4 separate regions of the Mus musculus genome follow, and all the other regions are linked to region 1. Evidence: chromatin contacts called from public HiChIP or PLAC-seq and promoter capture Hi-C data. All regions are on one chromosome and are shown on one strand. Each heading gives the region's core, a stretch centred on a gene start, on an enhancer-like site or on the middle of the called end of the contact. The rest is flanking DNA. Distances are from core to core; before and after follow the strand shown. Region 1 holds the start of Nod2 (nucleotide-binding oligomerization domain containing 2). Region 2 holds the start of Heatr3 (HEAT repeat containing 3). Region 3 overlaps Tent4b (terminal nucleotidyltransferase 4B). Region 4 overlaps Gm34751 (a long non-coding RNA gene).

Region 1 (5,669 bases), core at 2,150-4,649:
CACCCCTGCCTGGGTCCTGAGAAAAGTAACCAGTGCCCCTTCCTACTAAGAGAAAAGCACAGAGGTGATGTTAGCACTCTTGCCTGAGGCCTGAGGTACAGCAGGAAGTTATGGGGAATGAAAAGATTTGAGATTGGCCTGGCTCATTTTACCTATAGGAGGCTGGGTAAGACACTTACTGTTTCCTTCTTCTGCAAAGCACAATGAGCCAAAAATCCCAGAGGCATAGCACAGGCAGTCTCTGATCAGGCCAACCCACCCTAGGGGAAATCCCAAAAGCTTCAGCAGGAAGCCTGAGGTGGCAGGCCAGCGCCCAGAAGAACTTGCTAGTTCTTGGCAGTCCTGGCACAAAAACTGGCACATCTACACTGGCTTTCACTCAAAGACCCTGGTGGTGTGATGTGTCTCCAATAAACGTGCTTGCCCAGACAGAAACAACTTTGAGAGAGCAGAAGCCCTCCCCAGATATGTTAAGAGCCTGCCTGCCGTATACCCAAACCATCCACACCCAGGCAATGACATCAGCAGTGTGGACACGGGCAGGGCGAGGCAGGAAAGCTACGTGGTCTGGTACTCTGTCTTCTATTAAAGCTGGAAATTCCCATCTTGCCAGTCTCCTGCAGACACAAGGCAAGACATATCCCCAAAGACCAATTCTGCCAGCCCTCTGCCTCTAAGAAGGCCAACTCCCTATCTCATCCCAAAGAGCTGGAAAAGAAGACCTGGGCTTGAAGCTGTCCTCCTGACAGGCTGAAGAAGTTCTTTATTAGTTAGTCCCAGAATCTCGTTCTTGTACCTTCCTCCCTTGTCAGACTTGCTCTCCCCAGGCTAAACACACTGCTTTGTCATCCTTGCCTTCTCTACCAGGCTAGTGCCACATTGGAGTCACTCTTAGGCTCTGCAAGGTGCAACCCAAACAAAGGGGGTCACTTCCTTTCTGAAACAGAGGGTCAAGGGTATCAACAAAGGCCCATGTCTGTTTCTTGGCACTTCCTTCCTATCCAGGATCATAGGTAGCCTGGTGTTCCTGAAGTTCCTAGCTGAGGACTTTGTTCAAGGGCTGAAATCCCTTTGCAGTGCCCCCAGGCCTCCAGCAGACGGGAGAGAAAGGAAGGCAGCAAGAGGAGAGCAGAATGCAGCCCTGAGCTGTCCTAGTCCTGACTGGCTAAGATCTCCCTGGAGCACTAACTAACTCCTCTCCTGCCCCATGTCTGAGTTGCTCCCCAGGAAACCAGTTCCCATCAGAGAACAAACAGATCAATTCATCCTTCATTTCTGCCCTCCCTTGTCTGGACCTGAACTGCCATTCCCAAATCCACCCCATCTCCTTCATCCCCTCCCACACCCACTACCAGAGAGAATACAAACCATGATTTCCACTTGTTCTGTTCTCTGCCTTTCTTTCTGTCACCTTCCTCCCTGGAGCACTTCTCTGGAAGTCATGAAGGGTTTCACTGATATTCTTCCCTGCTTCCCAGCTGCTCTTTCTATCCATTCTGCCTCCAAGGCTGATTCCTAGTCCCCCACCCCACCCCCAAGTACAAATCACTGATGCGTCTCTGCCCACAGGCCCAATTCCCAACTGTGAGATAACGATGACTGAAATGTTACTGGACACTATTCAACATCATGTGGTACCTACCAACATCTCCAAAAGACAAATACAAAATCAATCACCGGCTCTCCCTCCTATCAGCTCCCCTCGCAGACGAAGGCAGCCCCGAACTCTCAGAGTCATGCTTGACGCTGCCTCTCTCCAGCATCACAGACTATCCATCCAACCTCCAACAGACTCCAAATCTGAAAGCCACAGGTTCTCTCTATGCCATGATGTAAGCTCTATAGCCTCCCTTCATGTTTCCCTCATCTGCCATGAACCTCCATAGGCAGTCTCAGCCTCACAACTTGATGAACCCTGCCAAACCTTAAGTCAGAGCAGGAGCCTTATCTGTTCATGGCTCCCATCAGAGTCAAAGCGAAAGCCAAAAGCTTTTATGGCGAACTCAAGCCCAATACAAGAGACCTCAGATGCCACCCCTTTCCTCCTTGCCACCCACCATCCACCCCCAGCCCTCCAATTCATCCCTCCATTTACACCCTGCTCTGGTCTGTCATGCTTCTATAAGCTCCTCCCTCCCTACCTACACACACACACACACACACACACACACACACAGTGGGGGCTTTCTCTAGCTCCCCCTAGATAGTCACATGACTTGCCAATCCCCTCCTTAAGACTTTGCTCAGTGGTGACTCTCTCAGAGGTGCCTTCCTATGCTATGCAAAACTGTAGCCCCTAAGCCCTGTCCCAGCTTTTTCTCCCCACAGTACTTCCTATCCTCTGAGATGGCATGTGTTAGCATGATGTATTCACCATATCCCTGTGCATCACCCAGTGTACAGATGGGGTCTGCATGGGCTGAGGATGTGTTTGTTCCACACAGCGTGGGGGCGGGGGTGGCTGTGGAACCAGAGAGTTGCAAGGCACAGACTTTGGCCAAACAGCTATAGAAGCCACTTTGTTAGCAGTAAGCGTCTGCTCACTGGGCCACCCTACAATGCTGACCTGGGTGGGAGAGAGGGGACAAGATGGAGCCAGTGCCAGCTTGGAGCTGCATGTGGAGGCCAACTGGCATTAAGTGGCCAAGAAACTGGGAGCCCCAAAGGCCTCACAACAGACTGAGCAGACCAGAGCCAATGGGGCTGACTCTTTGGTCTTCAGGAGGGCAGAGATGAGGGAGGGGGCATTTCCCCTGCAGGGTATCAACCGTGGGTGAGATTACATACAGAAAAGCCAATGTCCCTGCCCCAGGCCAGGACCCTGCAGGTTCTGAAAAAGACACAGAAGTTAGAGAGAAGGGGGTGGGGGGAACTGAACCAGGAATAGTTCCTGCTAAGACCCAAAGCAGGGTTTTCTCCCTCTGGGTAAGGACCTCACCTGCAAGTTTCCCCTCCGTTGTCCCAGCCACCTCCAAATCACAGCCTCGCCTCAGACTTCAAAGGATCCTGGGGGCTTCAATTTGGTCCCAATACCCTATTCCTTCTCAGTTACCAAAGCCTGCCGTGGCTCCCCTCGAGACATCCCTTTCCTTTTACAGCCTATCTACTCCGTCGATGCTTCCAGGAGAAACAGAGTCCCTTTCAGGAGCTCAGCCAGGCCAGCTCCAGAGCCAGTTAACAGCGTCCCCGCGATGGGACTTGTGACGGTCGTGATCTCCACAAAACCAAGCGCTGTTGCCCGGGAGTCCTCGGTCTCCCCGCGAGAAAACCCTCCTTTCCACATATCCACCCACCCCGATCACCCGCAGACCACAGAACCAGAAAGCAAGCACTCACCGCCAGCTGCAGCGTGGGGATCCCTCGCCAGTTTTGCGGTGACTCCACACTAGGACTCCCTCAGTGATCTACTCCCGCCCATCGCCCCACCCACCTAGCCAGAGACCCCGCCCACTCTGGCAGGCTGGGAAGGGCGGCCACACCCCTCCTGATTTCCCTCTAGGGACTGGTGAGACAGGTATCCGGGAACAGGCCTGCCTGCAGTGCTTTGTGTTCTGCCCTTGGGGACCGGTTTCAATCACAAGGGAACCAGAGTCCTGGGAACAAGAGCTAGGAAAGCCCTCAGTGTCAGTAGGAGCCGATGCACCCTCTCAGGGATTTGTAAGCCCTTAGTCAGCTACAGTCTTAATGGAGGCATTCCCAGAAGGCCGTGCTGGGTGGTGTTAGGGCATTTAAAGTTCCTCTTTTCCCCTTGGTTGTCAGTCCCATGCAAGCTGAGGAAAGAGGTCTAAGTGTAATAGCACTTGCCTCCAACGTAGCCTCCTAGGCTGGGCTCTGCCACCATCCTAATCGGAATTCGCCAGCGTTGTTTAGTTCCCATTCTTAATGTTACTTCTAAAAAGACTTGTACATGAACTCTCATTTGAGAGAGAAAGGGAGAGGAGAGAATAATTGACCCAGACATGAAATTGTGTATAAACCACTTCCAAGGTATGGTTGAGGTTCCGAAGATTTGTATTGTAGATATGAGGAAGGGTACAGCCGGAGGCATCTGGAAGAGTCCAGAGCAGGGAAAATAGCAGCTTGAACATGGTCAGCGGGGACATGACCATGAGAGGAAGAGAAAGAGACAACCAATGTGGGGTGGGGAGAGGGAGAAGAGAGAGAGAGAGAGAGAGAGAGAGAGAGAGAGAGCCAAGAGAGAGCACAGCCAAATGGCAGGGTTTTATGGGAATGAGAAGTTGGGGGAGGGAAGCCCACAAGCTGGAGAAGCTTAGAGTTGGGATGTAGGGTAAGAACTATGGAGAGCTACAGGTTATGAGGGAGCCTGGAGGCCACCACAGGCTTTGGTGCTTTGGTATGCTAATAGATACTCCCTTTAGCCTTCTGTCTGGGGAGTTCCTTCTGAAACTGACACTTAGTATTGTGCTGGCCTCTGCTCTCAGTAAGTCTCTTAACCCCACCTGTAGGGCACTCCTCTTGTCCCAGGCTTACGGATGAAGAAACTGAAGCACAAAAAAATTCACTAGCCTGTCAACACCGTGATGTGTCCCAGGCCTCAGGCACCAAAGACTGTGCGCTAACCACTGCCTCACACTGCTTCCAAGTTAAGTACCTATGCAGTACTTATGCGGATGAAATAACCCAATACAAGCTGAATTAAAAGTAGGGAAGGTTTATTTGGGAGCCGCTCTAGAGCAGGTTCACGGATGCCAAGGAATAGGGCCAGGGAAATTACCACACAGACAAGGAGGGGATGGGGGTGGAGGCAGAGAGATAAGAAGAACGAGCATGCAGATGTCTGGATTATATAGGGAAGAGCCTCTGGGGGAGGGGGAAGCCCAGCCCCTGGGCTGGAGAGGTCAGGGTAGAGGGTGAGTATTCCATCCATACCCAGAAATAGGTAGGAACTGAAGGATGCTGGGAGAACCTGGAGACCAGGTCTACTTTGATGTGTTAAATAGACACCTCAGCTGCTTGTCCCCTGTTTGAAACAGTTTCAAACCCAACAGTTTTGATTTTAAATAGTTTACATTTATTTATTGTCTGTGGGTATTATGTATGTGGATGCATATATGTCTTGGCACATGAGTGGAGGTCATAGGACAACTTGGAGGACTCAGTTCTCTTTTCACCATGTGGGGTCCTGAGGATCGAATTTAGCTTGTCAGGCTTAGCGTCAAGTACCTGTCTACCATGGAGGAGGAGGGGTTGGGGAGCATGGTGGAAACCTAGCTCATGGCAGAAGAAATGCATGGTAGAGACTGTTCACCTCCATTCTGGACCAGGAAGCAGAGAGTTACAGGAACCAGACATAGCCTTCAAAGGTCTGCCCATAGTGATCCATTTCTACCAGCTGCCTCCCCCCCACACACACACGCTTTCTAAAGGCGCTTCTGCAAGGAGAATCTCACTGTGTAAAAGCATTGCCTATCAATAAAAAAAGCCTATTGCCAATAAGCTGAAGCAGGAAATCGGAGGTGGAACATCCAGGAGAGAATTCTGGGAAACAAACATGAGAGATTCGCCCCAGGATACTGAGGAGATGGACATAAGAAGATGAGGCAGGAAACCAGCCATCACATGGCTGAACTCAGATTAGAATAAAAGGGATAATGGAGTTATGAGCTAGTCAGAGAACAAGCCAAAGCGTATGGCTTAAGCATTTATTA
Region 2 (5,669 bases), core at 1,812-4,311, 510 kb after region 1:
CTTAACCTCCCAATATTCGTATGAAAATAAGATAAAAGAGGCTCCTGAAGACACAGCTGAGTGTATGGTAAAGCTGGGCTCTAGCTGCAGACATTCTAGCCTCCAACTGGAGCCCCGACCTCTGTGCAGGGCTGCTTCCTAGCACAGAACAGGGCACTCTCTAAAAGGTCTTCTGAGTCTTAGACGTCTAATGGGAGAATGCCCTCTGCAAGGAAGGAAGTTCTACAGCATCCCTGATCTCTACCCAACTGGGTGTCCCCATGGCACAGCCACCTGCAGCGCAGCAGCACTGCTTGTAAGGGAGCACTGACCAAGGTCTCATAGCATCAGTGTAAAACGGACAAAAGGCATGGCAGACTGAGAGGAATACAAGAGTCCAGTGTCCTTAGCCAATGAGCTACAGCATGTAACATGAATGTACATGTAACACGTAACAATGAGTCTAACATAGTCTTTGTAAGTTCATAACGTCTGTCCTTGGGCCCATCAGCACAGTATGAACTAGTATAAGAACACCTGCCTTGGATTTGGATACAGATGGGTGGTGCTAAAGCACCTGCCTGGTGGGAGGCACAAAGATCTGAGTTCCATTTCCAGCACCACAAAAAAGAAAGGGAAAAAAGACTTGTCCCATAGGACCACTGTGAAGATTAAATGACAGGCACACAGGAGTGAGCAGTCAGGGAACGGGCTTGAGTTCTAAGGGGGTAAGTGTGCATATCTTTAGAAAGGGCTCTTCTAATCATAAAGGTGGCAGAGACACAAATAATAGAGATTGGTATTACTGGGGCCTTTGTACCGAGTTTCCAGGGGAAAAAATAAAATTGTCACAGGGTATTTAAAGGGACACATAAGACGACACCAAAGTATTGAAAAATAAAAAACAAACAGACAAAAAACCTCCTAAACCTGTCTCCTAAAAACCACACAGAAGTCATCACTCAGGCTATGTTAAATGCCACATACCTCTCTCAGTAGTGCCACCAGGGGCGTCATGATGTCCTTTGCCACCATGTCATCACAAACGTCAAAACCTCCACAAGCACTGAGGTTTCTACATAAGAAATGTAAACACATTTTACTTTCAAGTCACATCTCACAAAATGCTGCTAAGCCCTGTATGTCTAACCACAGTTAAGGTTTTCCACAGGAAAAAACAAAACAAAACTGTATTTGTTATATGCTAGAGAGCAAGCCTACAGATTTTCAACTGTCCTGGTCCTCAGCACATCAAATAATTCATTGTCTTACACTGTTGTGTTGCTTTCAAGAGGCAACATGACCAGGGCAACCCTTATAAAGGAAGCATTTACTGGAGGCTTGTTTGTAGTCTCAGAGCCTTAGTCCATTGTCATCGTGGAGCATGGTGACATGCATGGCACTGGAGCAGTAGTTGAGAGCTGTATCTTGATCATAGACAAAGATGTTGGGCCTGGTGTGGGCTTTCTGAAACCTCAAATCCCACCCTCAGTGACATACTTCCTCTAACAAACCCACGCGTACTCCAGCAAGGCCACACCTCCTATTCTTTCTCAAATAGGAGAACTCAATACTAAGTGGTCAAATACATAAGCCTATGAGGGACATTCTTATTCAAACCATCATACCCCTAATAGTAGTCTCTGCAATTACTACTAGTTGTATTTATACATATAGTAATTATTTGGTTAATAATAATCAATATATTCTTAACACTAATCTTACTCAATAGACTTAAGATTTGTTTATTTATCTGGTTGGTTGGTTGATTTTTTCAAGACAGGGCTTCTATGTGTAACAGCCCTGGCTGTCCTGGAACTCACTAAGTAGTTCAAGGTGGCCTTGAACTGGCCTCGTCCAGTGGCTGGCACACAGGTGCTCCATCCAATATTTATTAGACTGAAACAATACACACAGGCAAATCTGTAAGAGCACAAATACTAACTTTCTGTCCTCTCTACAGTTCATTAGAGTGGCTTTTGCTTTTTGGCCTTTTTGAGATAGGATTTCTCTGGGTGACCCTGGATGTCCTGGAACTCACTCTGTAGACCAGGCTGGCCTCAAACTCAGAGATCTGCCTGCCTCTGCCTCCCTAGTGCGGGAATTAAAGGTCTGTGCCACCATGCTAGAAGGTCTAAATTTTACTGAAATTCAGCCCAGTCTTTTTGACAGTTTCCAGACACCCTCTCAGTGGAGCGCCTGCAAAGAGATCTTACATGCTGAAATGTCAGCTGTACTTGGAGCCCAGACTGAAAGACTATCCTATCAGGGACTCTATGGTGGGTTTTGAGATGGGGTAAATGTGCATGAGGTTTGATGGTTGGTGAAGCGCCAGGTGGATACAACAAAAAGTGTGTGAGCCCCGGGGTCCTTCGGTGCATGAATTCACATCTCCATCCACTGCAAACCTGAGCTAACTGGCATGTTATTATTCCCCCAGAAGTAGAGAATGCATCGGGCGAGGGTGTCCCAGGTTTGTTTGCTCGCAGGGACACTGCCTCGGGCCCTCTCGGGCTCACCTCAGAGCTCCGGCCGCCGTCTCCCTTACCGCCAGACTCGAGTCCAGCAGCAGCGGCCCGAGCCGGCGCACAGCATCCCGACGGGCTAAGTCTGGTAGTGCGGGCCGCTGCTGCACTAGCCGGGCCAGTCCCGCGCAGGCGCACTCGCGGACCTCGGCGCTCGGGTGCTGGAGCTGCGGGAACCGAGACGTCAGAGTCGCGTAGTGAGCACGCGCGCTGCAGCACCTCGCTCCCGGGCCCCCGGGCCCCCGGCCGCCCGCCGCCCGAGCCTGGCCATGCCCTCGTCCCACCTTCTCCAGAAGCTCCGCCGCGGGCCCATCGTCCTCCTCGTCCCCAGTCCCGTTCGACGCGGCCGCCGCCTCGGCCTGACAGCTCTCGATAGGGGAGAACTGAGGTCGCTTGAAGCGCTTCGTCCGACTCTTACCCATGGCGACGGAGGCTGCAGTGACAGACCAGAAGAGGACGACTGCAGCAGCCGTCGTTGGGGCCCACCGGGCCCGTGGCGACTTCCAGGCTCGACGTTACTTGGCGTCTCCCCTCAGCGGGTCCAATGTGACGGCCTGAGCACACATGGAAAAGCAGCACGCCTGCGCAGAGGGCGGGAGCAGGGACTGCGCGTGCGTGTAATGTGATGTGGGCGGGGCCATCCCTGACAATGGGTGGAGCCCTGGATGTCCCTGGGAATGTTAACACACCCATCTCATTTCCATCGTACAAACGTAAGGCTTCTACAGAAATTCAACTGTACGAAAGGCAAGTTCAGCCAGCAAGATGGTGGTGGATCTTGACTTTAATCTCAGTACTTTCTTTACCATTCTTAGGAGCCATTCCTCAGCCACCCATAGGTAATAGTTTTAGAAGAAGCCTAGTGACTTTCAGCCAGTCATTTCATTGTGCTAGGGACTGAGACAACATAAAAAAGTTTCTCATAAAATATTTGTCTAATAATTTTTTTTAAAATGTGTGGTATATGTGTAGGCACACGTGCTGCCTCATTCGGGTGGAGATCAGAGGACTCCTCTGAGGAATTGGTTCTTTCCATCAACAACAGTTCCAGGAATCAAACTCTGATTTTTCAGGTTTGCATGGCAAATGCCTTTATTTGCCGAATCATTTCATCCTTTTTTTTTAAAGGTTACTATTTTTTTTCAAACATCTGTTTGAAATATAGCCTTCCTAAAAGAGACTCTTAAGTATATTTTCTAAAAACTTTTGGTGGAGTCCTGTAGTTGTTTATTTATTATATGTAAGTACACTGTAGCTGTGTTCAGATACTCCAGAAGTAGGCATCAGATTTCGTGACGGATGGTTGTGAGCCACCATGTGGTTGCTGGGATTTGAACTCAGGACCTTTGGAAGAGCAGTCGGCACTCTTAACTGCTGAGCCATCTCACCAGCCTGTAGCTGTAAAAGCCACTTCAGAGTTTGACATCATGGCATTCTGCTTCATGCTACCAGCACGTCCTCTATAAACCAGGGAGCCTCCTCTGTCTTCCTGGAGCTCTCCTGAACTAGTCTTAGGCCTGGGCAAAGGATAGCTTAAGTTTAGCGTTCCTTGAACTGATCATTTGGCTATCACCTGGGGCATATTCTCAGATCTACTTAAAATTCCTTCTGTTATAGGTAGGGATGTATTCTGGAAATGGGAGATATTTAAAAATGCCCCACTTATGGGGCCTGGTTTAGTGTCCTCATTCTCCTGCTGTCCCAGCAGACACATCACCATGGGCCCTTCATGTATTTTGTGTGGCAGTTATCTCTGAATTGTCCCTGTCATCAAATGTGTGCAGGAATGAGCCTCAGCAAACGAGTGATTGCCTAGCAAGTGCCAGGCCCTGAGTTCCAGTGCCAGAGTTTCCAAAGTGTGCAAACAGAAAAGCTATCCCTATATGCTGTCCCTGCTAGCCTGGGAGCTCCGTGCAGGAAAGGTGCATTAGACTCTGTATTAGCAGCGTGCAATAAGGCTCTAGAGCATCTGCTCCTTCAACCTGCTACTGCCCTGTCTCACACTGCTCTCCACTGTGATTATGTAGTCATCTGAAAAACTAAGCCAGATTCACCAAGATCATATGAAAAAGGAGATGCTTCTCTATTCACAGACTTTAAAGTTTGTGAAACATCAAAGGAGTGAGAACCATTTTGATTGCTTCAAAAAAGAAACTTACTTCTGAAAGGGAAGTTGCGTTGCGTGTCTTCAGAACAGTCTGGCATTAGCCCGTTGCTCTCACTGTCACTTACCTCCCACTTTGCTGATTATGTAAATGCTGCCAGCTCTGAAAAGTTGCTCTCAAATGGTCTGCTGCCCAGTCCACTCCACACGATTCATTCATCCTCAAGCAAGTCTATCTGCTCGCTCAAGTCAAAGTGCTTACTTGCTATGCCTTAGGGACTGCTCGAGGAGCTAGAAATAATAGCTATAGCCTGGTCCTGGCATCGTGGGTTTTACAGAGCATTGTAGCTCTAGGCTGCCGCTAACAAAGTTACTGTAGATGTGCATGTTTAATACTTATACTGACTGGATGGAGAGGCAGGAAGATCTCTGTGAGTTCAAGGCCAGCCTGGTCTACATAGTGAGCTCTAGGACAGCAGCCAGGGCTACATAATGAGACCCAGTCATGAAAAAACAAAGCAAGCAAACAAACAAACCAAAAGGATAATTATTCTGAGGCTGGAGAGATGGCTCAGCACTGGCTACTCTTGCAGAGCACACAAGCCAACTTTACATGTATATCCAATTATATCTCTTCTAGGGGAGAAGAACCAGGTTCTAATCAAACACTCAAAGGAATTCCAACCCTAAGGGCCTTAAATTTTTCTTTGGCTTTATACTCTTGGAGGAAATTCCCAATTCAAGTCTGTAAGAGCCATGTAACAAATGTAAAAAATGATGTGTTTCTTGAGTAAAAGCCAATCACTATTAGATCATGAATAAGGCATGAGGAAGGCTAATAGTCTACAACTGCCATACCTGCAACTGTTTGGTCTACAAGGCAGAATTACAATAAAATAGGAGCTGGAGATAGCCTAGCGGGTAAGAAGCAGTAAAAGCACTGGCTGTTCTTGTAGAGGTTTGGGGTTCAATTCCTAGTTCCCACATGGTGGCTCACAACCATCTGTAACTCCAATTCCAGGGGAGCTGATGTTCCTTTCCTACTTGCACAGGCCATAGGC
Region 3 (5,669 bases), core at 1,870-4,369, 420 kb after region 1:
ATATTAAGTTACACACACACACACACACACACGCACGCACGCACGCACGCACGCACGCACGCACGCACGCACGCACGCACGCACACACACACGGTGGTTTGAAGAGGAGTGGCCACTACAGGTTCGTTTATGTGGATGCTTGGTCTTTAGGGAGTGGCACTACTTGACAGGAATTAGGAGGTGTGGCTTTGTTGGAGGAAGTATGTCACTTGGAGATGGGCTTTGGGGTTTCAAATGCTCAAATCAGGCTCAGTGTGCATGCATGTGTGCGTGCATGTCTTCCTACAGCTTACTAATCTAGATGTAGAATTCTAAACTTACCTTCAGCACCCTGTCTGCCTACATCCCACCATGTGTCCCAGCATGAGAACCATGCACTAAACCCCTGAAGCTATAAAACCAGCCCCATACAGTATGAGTCTATTACATGACACATGAAGAATAAGAAAATCCAGAGCCTCTTGGTTGCCAGGGGCTGGAAAGAAACAGAATTCCTATTTGGTGATGAATGTTCTGGAACTTAATAGTGACAATTGCCACAATACATTGTGACTATACTTAATGCCATAAACTATGGTGTACTTGAGAGTCAAGGTATGCTGGAGCATAACTTTAATCCCAACGTTCAGGAAGCAGATCTTTGTGAGTTCAAGGCCAGCTCCAGGCCAGCTAGAGCTACATAGTGAGGCTTTTCCTCAAATAAGTAAATAGATAAACTAATGAAGAGAATCACATTAGGGTTGGAGAAATGGCTCACTCACTGGTTAAGAAAAAACTTGCTGCTCTTCCAGGGGGCCCAGTTCAAGTCTCCGAACCAACATATTGGCTTCCAACTGTAGTTCACTCCAGGAGATTAGATGCTCTATTCTGGTTTCTGCAAGCACCAGACATGCAAGAGGTGCACAGATATGTATGCAGAAAAATAATATACACATTTTTTTTAAACTAATAAAAGTGATCCAGCAGTTAAGAGCACTTGCTGCTCTTGCAGAGGACCCAGGTTGTGTTCCCAGGACCCACATGTACTTCACACCCATCCTTAACTCCAGCTCCAGTAGTCAACCACTACTGAGCTCCACAGGACACAGGCAAAACACACACGTAAAATAAAATCAATCTTAAAAAGAAAATAAATCCCTCATAATTAAAACTTTAAAAATGAACAAGAGATTATATTACTAAAATTGATTGTTTTACATGGTTCCAATTTTAAAAGCATTTTAGAATAAACTACTCTATCAGCCAAAGTGGTGTGCATGTTTGTAATTCTAGCACTCAGGAAGCTGAGACAGAAAGATCATGAGTTCTAGGCCTGTCTAAACTATGCAGCAAGACCCTATCTCAAAACACTGAATAGACATGTAGCTTAGTGATAGTGCTCTTTCTTAGCATGTGAGGCCTGGGCCCAAGTCCCCAGAACTATCAGCTCGTGTGCTATTACCCAGCTAATGAGGATACACATCGATGAGAATAAGGACTTGTCTTATTCTGTATTATTTGGCCCTGGCTGTACTAGAATTCTCTGTGCAGATCAGGCTGGCCTTGAACTCACAGATTCTGCCTCTGCCTCTCTGCCTCCCTGCCTCTGCCTCTTGAGTGTTGGGATTAAAGGTGTGTACCACCACCCAGTGAAGCTGAGGTTTTTACCGGTATTATTTTAGCTCCATAACACTTAAGTATAATAATAAGCTACACATTAAAACTTGATTTTGGCCAGTGGATGTCAGACTATCTTTATAATCGTAATAGTGAACACACTGACACCTTCCCAAGCTTTCTTGGGTCTCTATAATTCAGCCTGCTTTTATTTTTACCCATCGTCAGCAACAATTAATATGTCCTTTTTACTACTTTAGTTTTGCATCTCGTATAGTTATATATAATTTTATAAAAAGCATATAAAGCAAATTATGCAGAAAATACTTGTAGGGTTACTCATTTAGTCTTTCAGTGTCAATATTTTGATATCTACCTACATTGCTGGATCAGTGAACCCTTTCCCTTTTGTTATTATTTATTTGCAGTGCTGGGGTCACACCCGAAGCCTTGCACACAGACAAGTGCTCTGCCACTCAGCTCTCTCCATCCTAGGCCATTTCCCTGGTTCATATGTTGAAATTCTCTTTTTTTTTCCATGTAGTATTTTCAGTGATCCTCTGGGACTCACATTATGCAACCCATCACACTCACTTCCCAGTCTTTCCATGACCACCTTGCCCTTGTTATTCCCCCCCATCAAAATAAACAGATAGACAGATGGATAGATAGATTAAAATAATAAGTAAAAATCAAAGGGAAAAAGCCCAGTTTGTATTGTCTATATATTCACTAGAGCATGGTCAAACTCTCACTGGTGGGTGTGGCACCATACCTAGCCCATAATGTGTTAATTCACATAACACTCTTGTTTTGGTTATTTAAAAAAAAAAATATACACACACACACACACACACACACACACACACACACATATATATATATAATCTGCTTAGCTATGACTTGATACAAACTTAGAAAAATGTTGTATACTATCATACTAAATGAATCCCATCCTGAAGTCATACAAGATTACTACACTTCCTGACATGCATACAAGACAAGGAACACTTCCGCCTGGGGGGGGGGGGGGGGAGAGCCACTCCTTCCAGCAGCTAGGCAGAGCTTCACTTCCAGTTTCAGCCACTTGCCTTCACAGCCTACAAAGTGGAGACTCTTTGCTCAGAACAGCATAAAAAGACTCCATCTTCTAGCCAGGTGGTGGTGGCACACACCTTTAATGTCAGCACTCAGGAGGCACAGGCAGGAGATCTCTCTGAGTTTGAGGCCAGCCTGGTCTACAGAGTGAGTTCCAGGACAGCCAGGATGACACAGAGAAACCCTGTCTCAAAACAAACAACCAAACAACCAAAACCAAACTGAATATCTAAACCAAACTGTATCCAAGCAGAAAACAGCTAAAGAACCTCTCTGCCCCAGGGGCATGAGGTCCTCACCCGGAAGCTTATCTCAGCATCACTCATTTTCAATAGTTAAAAATCAAATGGGTAGTCTAGCACTTTAAACAGGGAGGGACAACCCAGTTAAGAATTTAGCTGTGAAGAACTCTATGGTCATGCAAACAAAACTGATGTAGTGAATCTTCAACTTGACAGAATCTTGGCAGTAAAATCAGTGTTAAGAGCAAACATCCTAATCCCATCTAAGACTGGGAGCACAAGCTTTGAATCTAGTTGCAGTCAATGAAAAGCTGTGGTTACAGTGGAACTGAGGCAAAGGTGGGGTCACTAGCCATGAGGAAGCACCCTAACCAACCACAGAAGGAGCACAGAAGCAAGGATCCTGTAAATAATTCCTCTGGGAAAAGCAAAACAAGCTCCCTTTGTCAGACGAGGTGTAAATAATTCCCTCTTCCCGGCTAACTCTCAGGGGTGGGGGGAATTAACCCTTCAGGAGCACAAGAGAAAGTGGACGGTGCCACAGGAAGTCTCACATGGTTTCTGTTTGGGCTAAGGGCTAGCCTTCCTTGGGAGCACAGGGCTGCCCTGTGTCCCAGCACATACATACTGCTGCACCTGCTTGTCCGGCTCAGGCCACGCAAGAGATTTACCTGGTCTGTATTAACAGCCAAGAGCAAAGCACAACTTGGTGACCCATGCATGCATGCATGCCAAGTAAGAGCAGGTGACACTGCTGCAAGGGCCAAATTTTCATAACCGAAGGGTGTCACTCTGGCCAGGACCTAAATACACTTCCACATCACACAACACCACCAATGTTCACTTCGAGTGGTATCATGAGATGCCATGAAAATTAACATCTTATACGATTTCAATAGCATCTCTAACTCGTAAATTTGTTTCCTTTTAAATCATCCTTGAACACAAGAAGTTTCTATTTCTGTGCACTCTTAGTTAACATAATAAAAATAACTCAAACTAGTGAGCAAAGACTGTTCAATAGATCATGCAACAAATGGTGCTGAGGGAACTGGATATCCGCATACAAAAGAATAAGGCCAGACACTTACCTTCAACAATATTCAATAATTCACTCAGAGTGCCAAAAAGCCACACTTAAAACCTCAAACTCTGGAAAGCACACTGTAGGAAACACTACATTTGGCACTGACTTCTTAAGACATGACACTAAACACACATATAAAAGGAAGAACCAATTGAATTTAATCAAAAATTGTAAACCTTTGTGCAAAAGAGTAAAGTATTAAGAGAGTAAAGGACTGGGCTGGAGAGATGGCTCATGTTTAGGAGAGCCTGCTGGTCTTCCAGAGTACTCAGGGTTCAATTCCTAGCACCCACATGCTGGCTCACAACATCTGTAACTCCAGTTTCAGGATACCGAATGCTCTCGTCTGACCACCAAGGGCACCAGGCATGGTGCACAGACATGCATGCAGGAAAACACTCATACACATAAAAATTTTTAAAGCCAATTTTTAAAAAACTGAAAGTAAAAAGAAAATCCCCAGAATGGGAGAGTATATTTGCAAGTTATATATTTGATAAAGAAATACTATCCTGACAGATTATGTAAGAAGCATGATTCAACAATGCAAAAGGGAAAAAAGAAAGGTCTAAACAGACATTTCTCCAAAGAAGAAAGACAGATTGCAATAGACACATAAAAATGCACTGTTAGCCATTATATTAGATAGGGCTTTATTTCTGTGCAGAGACACCATGACCAAGGCAACTCTTATAAAAGACAGCATTTATCTGAGGCTGGCTTACATGTTCAGAGGTTCAGTCCATGGCAGCACAGAGATGAGATAACTGAGAGTTCTACATCTAAATCCTTAGCTAGCAAGGAGACTGAATTCCATACCGGCTAGAGATTGAGCATAGGAGATCTCAAAGCCTGCCCCCACAGTGACAAACTCCCTCCCATAAGCCCACACCTACTCCAGTAAGGCCACATCTCTCAATAGTGCCAAGCATTCAAACACAGAAGTCTATGGGAGACATACCTATTCAAACCACCACAGTTTAACTAATGAAAACCACAATCAGACATCAATTTACATCTAAGAGGATAACTACATTAAAACAAACAGAGTTGCTATTGGGTGGCTCAGAGGGTAAAGGTACTTGCTGCCTGTGTCCAATCCCTAAGATCCACATAGTGAAAATAGAGAAGTAACTTCCACAAGTTGTCCTCTGACCTCCCTCCATACATGCAGCATACATCCCCCTCCCACATTCCCCATTTTAAAAAACATTAAAACAAAACAAACAAAACAGAAAACAAACCCACTATGATATGAAGGCTGCAGCAGGAAGGCTTGTCTTTTCTATAAGCATCCTTCTAAGGGCCACCTGCCTAACTGACAGCTATCAGAGCTCTCCCTGGCACCCAGGCTGCCATCCATCAGCTGCAGGACTATCCTCACATAGGTCTGGCTGTGAATACTGCACTGAGGTATCAGATGAAGTTCCTCAGCTGCCACTGCTGCTTGCTACCCGAGAGTAGTAACTGCAGCTCCAGAAAGCAGGGGGCTGGCCTGTGTGAAACGCATTGCCCTAGACATTTTACCATGAAAGACTCAGTGAGGTCCAGATGACAGTTTACCTTGCAGGCATTTTCACCCAAACAAGGGGAAACAGAAAGCCTACAATTAGTGTAAGGAGAGTTCTTCATTTGCATAAGGGACT
Region 4 (5,669 bases), core at 1,258-3,757, 260 kb after region 1:
TTTTTTTTTTGACAAAGAGTTTCATTTGTTCCTGGTGCCAAAACTTCCTTTACAAAGATGAAGAAGGTGGCATCCCCCTTATGTAGACTAGACAGGCCTTGAACTTCCACTGCTCCTAGCTTTGCACTGAGCACTGGGTGACAAGCATGTATCTCCACACCAGCTTGGAAGTGTATTTTCTCTAGTACTGTGGGGCCAAAGTTCAGGGAGGATTCATTTAGCATCATTGGCCACAGATCTTCCTAAGCCAATTACTGCGGGCTGAGGAATAGGGTCACATGGCCACAGCAGGATCAGCCCCACATCAGAACTGCAGGAAGGCCACGAAACAGTGGTGTACTGCTAAAGGACAAGAAAGAAGGAGAAGAAAAGAGCCATTACCAGAGGACCCTCCTGACACCTGAGCCTGACCTGGGGCTGTCATCTCTGGTGGCTTGTGAGCCCTGTTCTGGTTGACATTGCAGACTGAGAACTCCCCAATCAAAGCAACTTTGGTTGTTGGGCTCCTGTGTTCTGGGTACTGCTGTGGAACTCGTTCAGTCTCATGACAGCCCTTAAGGTGAGTGTAATTATGGTCTCTTTCTGTGGATGAGAAAAATGAGGAACATAGGAAGGGTAATTCATGTCTTCAAAGTTCCCAGATAAGAGTTTGAGGAGCCAAGATTCAAGTCCCAGGAGACATTGTCAGTACCTGAGCCTCCCCACTGCACAGTACTGACAGCAGGGACTGCTTGATCAGGCCTGTGTACAGGCAGCCGAGCGGTGGCAGTCTGCCTCCCCATGTGGTTACAACCTTCAACCTGAAGTACCCCTCCCCTCACAAACACACACACACACACAGAGAGAGAAAGAGAGACAGAGAGAGAGAGAGAGAGAGAGAGAGAGAGAGAGAGAGAGAGAGAGAGAGAGAGAGAGAGAGAGAAACAGCCCAGAGCCCTGGCAAACTGGCTAGGACAACTGGCTCTGTCCTCTGCCCCAAGGTAAGACACCCGATACAAATCCAGCCCTCTCCCCTGAGCTGACCTCAGCTCCTCTGTCACCTGGGGTCCTCTACTTCTCAGCACCTCAGCTCCTCACTCAGTCACTGATGAAGCATCTGAAGAGTTGGATCATGAGAAAGAGGCAATGGGCCTATGATCAGGGTGCCTTGCAAAATGGCAGGTGGGGGAGGGGGCCAGATCCCTCCATCTACCTCTCCCACTGGATACAGACTTTACACAAAGCTCGGAATCCCAGCATCCGCATCCTTCAGTGCATCTCTTACTTGTCCCTGAGCAGCTGTGTGACCTTGATGAGCCCTTTCCCAGCCAGAGCCTCTAAGTATCCATGCTACAGCCCTGTGGGGGAGGCAATCCTGGGATCAAGTGTTCCTCACCAACTTTCAGGCCAGCGGTGCCCTGACAAGGATGCTCAGGGGCCGGTCCTGTCCACCTGACTTCCCCAGGAGGTCCTCATCCTGTCCGGTTTTATCTCTCCTTCCTGCCGATCCATCAAAACTTAGCTTTCTGGTCCCCTCAAGTCCTGCCATGTTGGCTCTAAGACATTACTGTATCAGAGGCTGGAGAGAGAGTTCAGCAGTTAAAAGCACAGGCTGCTCTTGCCGAGGACCTGGACTTAATTCTTAGCTTCCACAAGGTGGCTCAAAACCATAGTAACTCCAACCCCAGGGGATTGACACCCCTACTGGTCTCTTCCAGGTACTGCATGTAGATGGTGTACAGACATATACACAGGCAAAACATCTATACATGTTAAATGAGTGAATAAATAAATAAAATTTTAAAACAAAGCAACAAAACAAACAAACAACAAGAACACTGCATAACCCAGATAGACAGCAAGTAACTAAAACTAATGGCTTTTCTCTCTTTCTCCCCCTTCCCAAGAACAAGAGAGAAGGCTGGGGTTGCAGGACTAACAGTTCTGCCCAGGGAACTCTATACAAGGGCCTTGAAACCTTAAAGGCAGCAGAAACTGAGACATCCACATTGGGCTCACCTGTGACAGGGTATTGGCAGTCCCCAGGGAGCACGTGGGCCCCTTATGTGGCAGAGTGGCACAAGGCACATTATTCCTAGCCTGCATCCAATGTCAGTCACGTTGCCTGGTACCCCACCCTGTTCCCGAAAACCAAAGGCGCCCCTTCCAGAGAAAAAAGAAGACAGCCTCTTCATTAATAGCGCTGGCGGCAAGGTAAGGCCGGCCGCCCGCCCCAAGCCCGCGCCCCTAATTATGCCACGCGCCTTTCATCCCCACGCACACACGCGGAAAGTTTATTGTTGTATTTCGGCCTTTCTTCAGTCTCCTCTGCCTTTCATGCGAGGGAAGGGTGCTGAGGGGTCAAAGCTTCCTCCCCCGGCGCCTCTCCCTGCTTCAGTCCTTTAGAAAAACACCCAAAGCCATAATTTGTCTTAGAATTTCTTTTGAAACAGCTACAAGAAAGACTAACGACTGCTCTTTTCCCTCTGTTTCTGATTCCAGCCATCCCTTTATCTGGCTTTCATTAGAGCCTGGGCCGCGCCTCTTTTGTGGGAGAGACTTGAGGGAGCCGAGGCAGTTTCCCGCCGCTGTGATGTTGCTAAAGATTAAAAAGGAGCTTTGAAGCTGCACCAGCGCTGCCTGCGCCCCCTCGGAACAGGACCTCAGAAAGACCCGCGCCATCTGGCAAACCTGACATAAAGACAAAATAAAGTGATTGAAACAGTCTCTTCAAAGCCACAATGGCAGATTTGTTGATTTGGGCGTTATCTTTCATGCGAGGCCCTCAGAAGTCACCAGAACACCTAGATAACCTCAGGCAGGCCTGACTGGAGTGGATAGAGCCTTCCAGGCTGAAGCTTGCCGAGAGAGAGGACTGGCTGGAACTGGTGGGGGCTGAGAGACGGACTGATGGCCACCGGAGGTGGCTTTGGGTCACTCAACAATTGAATGTAGAGGGTTCAATCACTGGGACTCTGCCTCACCTGTGTGTTCCCGTGTTCCCTCAGGAAGAGCACCGGATGCTGGTGGAAGTAGAGCCCCCGTGGGAAGCTGATACGGGGATGCATGTGGAGAGGGCAAGAGATGGAAAGGCCTTACCCTGGTTGCAGCTGACAGCCTGTTAGTGGTGCCATGACACTGTTGTCAGTGACAATCCTGGCTGGGCAGGTGCTTCCAGGCTAGGTCCCACCAGACAATCTCAGCCAACTGAGCCCAGCAAGTTACTACTGACCTCTAATAACACCCACCATGGCTGGAATTTGGCTCACTGTGTGCGTGAGCCTGGGCTCCTTCATTGGAGAAACTGCTGTCATGATCGGACCCTTACATTCTGTTAGGTGGCAGTGTTGAGCCTACAGCTCCCAGTCTTGAACCAAGAATGTTCTGTTGAGCTAATGGGGTGGCTTATACCTGTGAGCCCAGTGCTTCAGGGGTGGAGTTAGAAGAATCAATGGTTCAAGGTCCCTCCCAACTACACAGCAATCTTGGACTACAAAAGACCGGCTCTCAAAAAAAAAAACAAAAAACAAAAAACAAAAAACAACAACAACAACAAAAAGCAAATGAACAAACTGCCTTGGACAGCAGTCTGGAGAGGGCAACACAAACACCAACTGAATAGACTGAGCTTCAGCCCAAGGGCTTAGGGTGACACCCCACATCCCCACCACCCATGCAACTTCTCCTAGTAAGAAGATGCACGGGCTGGAATGGGAAGAAAAGAATGGTAAGGGGGCTCAGCAAGCACTATTAAGGGGCTCAAGTGGAGTGTGGGGAGCAGAACAGCTGGCCCTCCATTCCCGCCACCTGACCACCGTGACTAGTTCAGCTTCGTCTCCACACAAGGCACCCAATTCAACCCCTGCCTTTATTTTAAGGCCTTGCTAACCAAACGCGTGCACAACTTAGAAGGTAGGATGGCTGGAGGCCTCCAACCCTTCCTCCTAATCCCCTTAAACCCGGGGTTCCAATCGGGCTGACGAACCGGATAAGAAATGAATTGCAGTCTGCCGCGTTTCGGCAAAATTGCCAATTCGTGAAATTTGACCACTGCTCCACCTCCAAGGATCTACTGAAGCCCTACTGTGCACATCCACACAAACAAAAGTGATGCCAAGCTGTCCTCAAATTCCAGGCACAGAAAAGACACCCAGAGTTCATCAGCGGGAGGCGTGACAAGCCACTTCTGCTTTCAGGGCAGGGGCAAGGGTCCTATCACACACATGGGCCCTCCAGACAACTTGCCTGCCCCGGACAAATGTACTGCCAGTATCAGCCCTCCCCACTGCCTTGTCTATTTCAGAGGAAGCGCTCATCCCAGGTGGCCCACACCACCCTTCCTTCCTCTCAGAACACAGCTGGCTTGGCATGGGGTGTCGGGAGGGGCTCACAACAGATTTCCTGGCCTGAGATTAGGGTTCTATCTGTTTCCTCCCAGAGTGAGAGGAGAGTCTTCTCCCCTGAGGGGGCTGCAGGGCTGAGTGCACAGGCAGAGGCGGCTCCCAGCCCACCAGTTCCTGCGGGGAACCTTCCAACTCTGTCATTCACCCTCCTTTACTGGTTTCCACACCTTCATTGTCTGATAGACTTCTAGTCATCCTTTAAAACCCATCACTGATGATTCTCCTCTGAAGCCCTTCTGAACCTCCGTTGCCCGTGGCTCACATGTCACATCTCCATCTCTCTTGGGTGCCTCTGAAATAAAGACTATAATATCTTGTTCAGAAAAAGTATGCATGCCTGAAGTCATAAAGGCTTAGACCAGATGCCAGCTTCCCTATCCATCAGCTGTGACATTTGGGCAGGTCACTTTGCCCCTCTGATCCTCATTTGTGAGTGGAAAAAAAAATGTATCCTCCCGGCTTGTTTTGGAGATTCAGTAAGGTAATGTGGGTCAGGGGGATGACACAGTGGGCAAAGACCTCGCAGAGGACCTGGGATCAGTTCCCACCAACTCACATTGTGGCTTATAACTGCCTATCAACTCTGGTTACAGAAGATTGAATGCCCTTTTCTTCAGCAGGCTTCAGTAGGCACTGGGTACCCAGATATACATGTAGATAAAACATTCATACATGTCAATAAAATAAAGTAGTGTATGTGGAAAAAAGCCTTCAATGGTAACTAACACATAGTAGGTCTCAAGGGATATTAACTCCACTCCTTCCTTGATAGAATGTGAATCCCTTAACAACAGGGCCAGGTGCAGTGACGATTTTGGAAGTTTGGTTTAAAAAAAAAAACCACAGAAGTATTATAAGAATATGTTTTCATTTTAATCCCAGGTGTGGGATATGGGGCTGCTTCAGACTGCCCACAGCAGCTGACTATGATTTGCCTCGTGCTCTAGCAGGGGCGTGATTTTACTGGCAGCAGATAGTTTCTGTGACTGTGTAACATATGGAATTCTGGGGACTTCTCAGAGGGTCTATAAATGCTAGGGCCCCGTGGGACAGAGTGGGTTGTTGGTTGGTAACTGTTGGTTGTTGTTACCATGGTTTGTTAAGCCATGGTTGTGAACAAAGAAGAAAAAAGAAATTAGATATCCTGACTGCAAAGATCAAACTTATCCCAAGGAACTCGATGCCCCTAATCAGCAGCAAGTAGTTTAATGATAACATCACCACTTTCCCTTCTGTCTTGTTTTCTCTCCTATCTAGCATTAGGGGGTGAAATGGTAAAAGAAAGGG

The links. Promoter capture Hi-C pulls out the DNA fragments that hold promoters and counts their contacts. HiChIP or PLAC-seq counts read pairs in DNA pulled down with a chosen protein or histone mark.
Region 2: a contact with region 1 is called in an H3K4me3 HiChIP or PLAC-seq map of bone marrow-derived macrophages, with 7 times the contacts expected there. The contact joins the promoter of Heatr3 here to the promoter of Nod2 in region 1. A contact is called at or near these places in 6 of 39 promoter capture datasets (the C10 cell line, hippocampal neurons, liver and 2 more), 1 of 15 datasets of contacts at CTCF or cohesin (large pre-B cells), 1 of 484 Hi-C or Micro-C datasets (B cells), 4 of 115 datasets of contacts at active chromatin or transcription factors (bone marrow-derived dendritic cells, bone marrow-derived macrophages, pro-B cells and 1 more) and 2 of 9 other capture datasets (adipose tissue and macrophages).
Region 3: an H3K4me3 HiChIP or PLAC-seq map of bone marrow-derived macrophages shows a contact between it and region 1, with 6 times the contacts expected there. The contact joins the enhancer-like site here to the promoter of Nod2 in region 1. A contact is called at or near these places in 2 of 39 promoter capture datasets (embryonic stem cells and second pharyngeal arch cranial neural crest), 3 of 115 datasets of contacts at active chromatin or transcription factors (bone marrow-derived macrophages, embryonic basal ganglia and large pre-B cells) and 1 of 9 other capture datasets (pancreatic islet).
Region 4: a contact with region 1 is called in a promoter capture Hi-C map of cranial neural crest. The contact joins the enhancer-like site here to the promoter of Nod2 in region 1. A contact is called at or near these places in 12 of 39 promoter capture datasets (the 3T3-L1 cell line, the C10 cell line, the HPC-7 cell line and 6 more), 9 of 115 datasets of contacts at active chromatin or transcription factors (the 230-238 cell line, T-cell acute lymphoblastic leukemia, bone marrow-derived macrophages and 5 more) and 4 of 9 other capture datasets (adipose tissue, embryonic stem cells, liver and 1 more).

What each region holds. Positions count from the first base shown.
Region 1 is chr8:88,645,077-88,650,745 of GRCm38.p6, reverse strand. It overlaps Nod2 (nucleotide-binding oligomerization domain containing 2), which reads right to left and starts at 3,399. Exons shown (of 13, transcript NM_145857.2): 1 at 3,337-3,399.
Region 2 is chr8:88,135,277-88,140,945 of GRCm38.p6, reverse strand. Heatr3 (HEAT repeat containing 3) reads right to left here and starts at 3,061. Exons shown (of 15, transcript NM_172757.3): 1 at 2,789-3,061; 2 at 2,499-2,671; 3 at 967-1,054. The coding sequence starts at 2,926. Mir7071 (microRNA 7071) reads right to left here and starts at 2,740; the gene lies at 2,672-2,740.
Region 3 is chr8:88,225,976-88,231,644 of GRCm38.p6, reverse strand. The region is part of intron 1 of Tent4b (terminal nucleotidyltransferase 4B); the gene reads right to left. Among named protein-coding and RNA genes, the nearest start is that of Tent4b, 29 kb to the right of the region's middle. Within about 2 kb of position 3,119, at least 46 of the 459 cell types and tissues checked have an H3K27ac peak or open chromatin away from gene starts, as enhancers often do. A contact at or near this core is called in bone marrow-derived macrophages, where this site is marked.
Region 4 is chr8:88,379,364-88,385,032 of GRCm38.p6, reverse strand. Gm34751 (a long non-coding RNA gene) reads left to right here. Exons shown (of 4, transcript XR_879055.3): 3 at 465-559; 4 at 2,482-3,443. Among named protein-coding and RNA genes, the nearest start is that of Gm34751, 6.8 kb to the left of the region's middle. Within about 2 kb of position 2,507, at least 24 of the 459 cell types and tissues checked have an H3K27ac peak or open chromatin away from gene starts, as enhancers often do. A contact at or near this core is called in T-cell acute lymphoblastic leukemia, where this site is marked.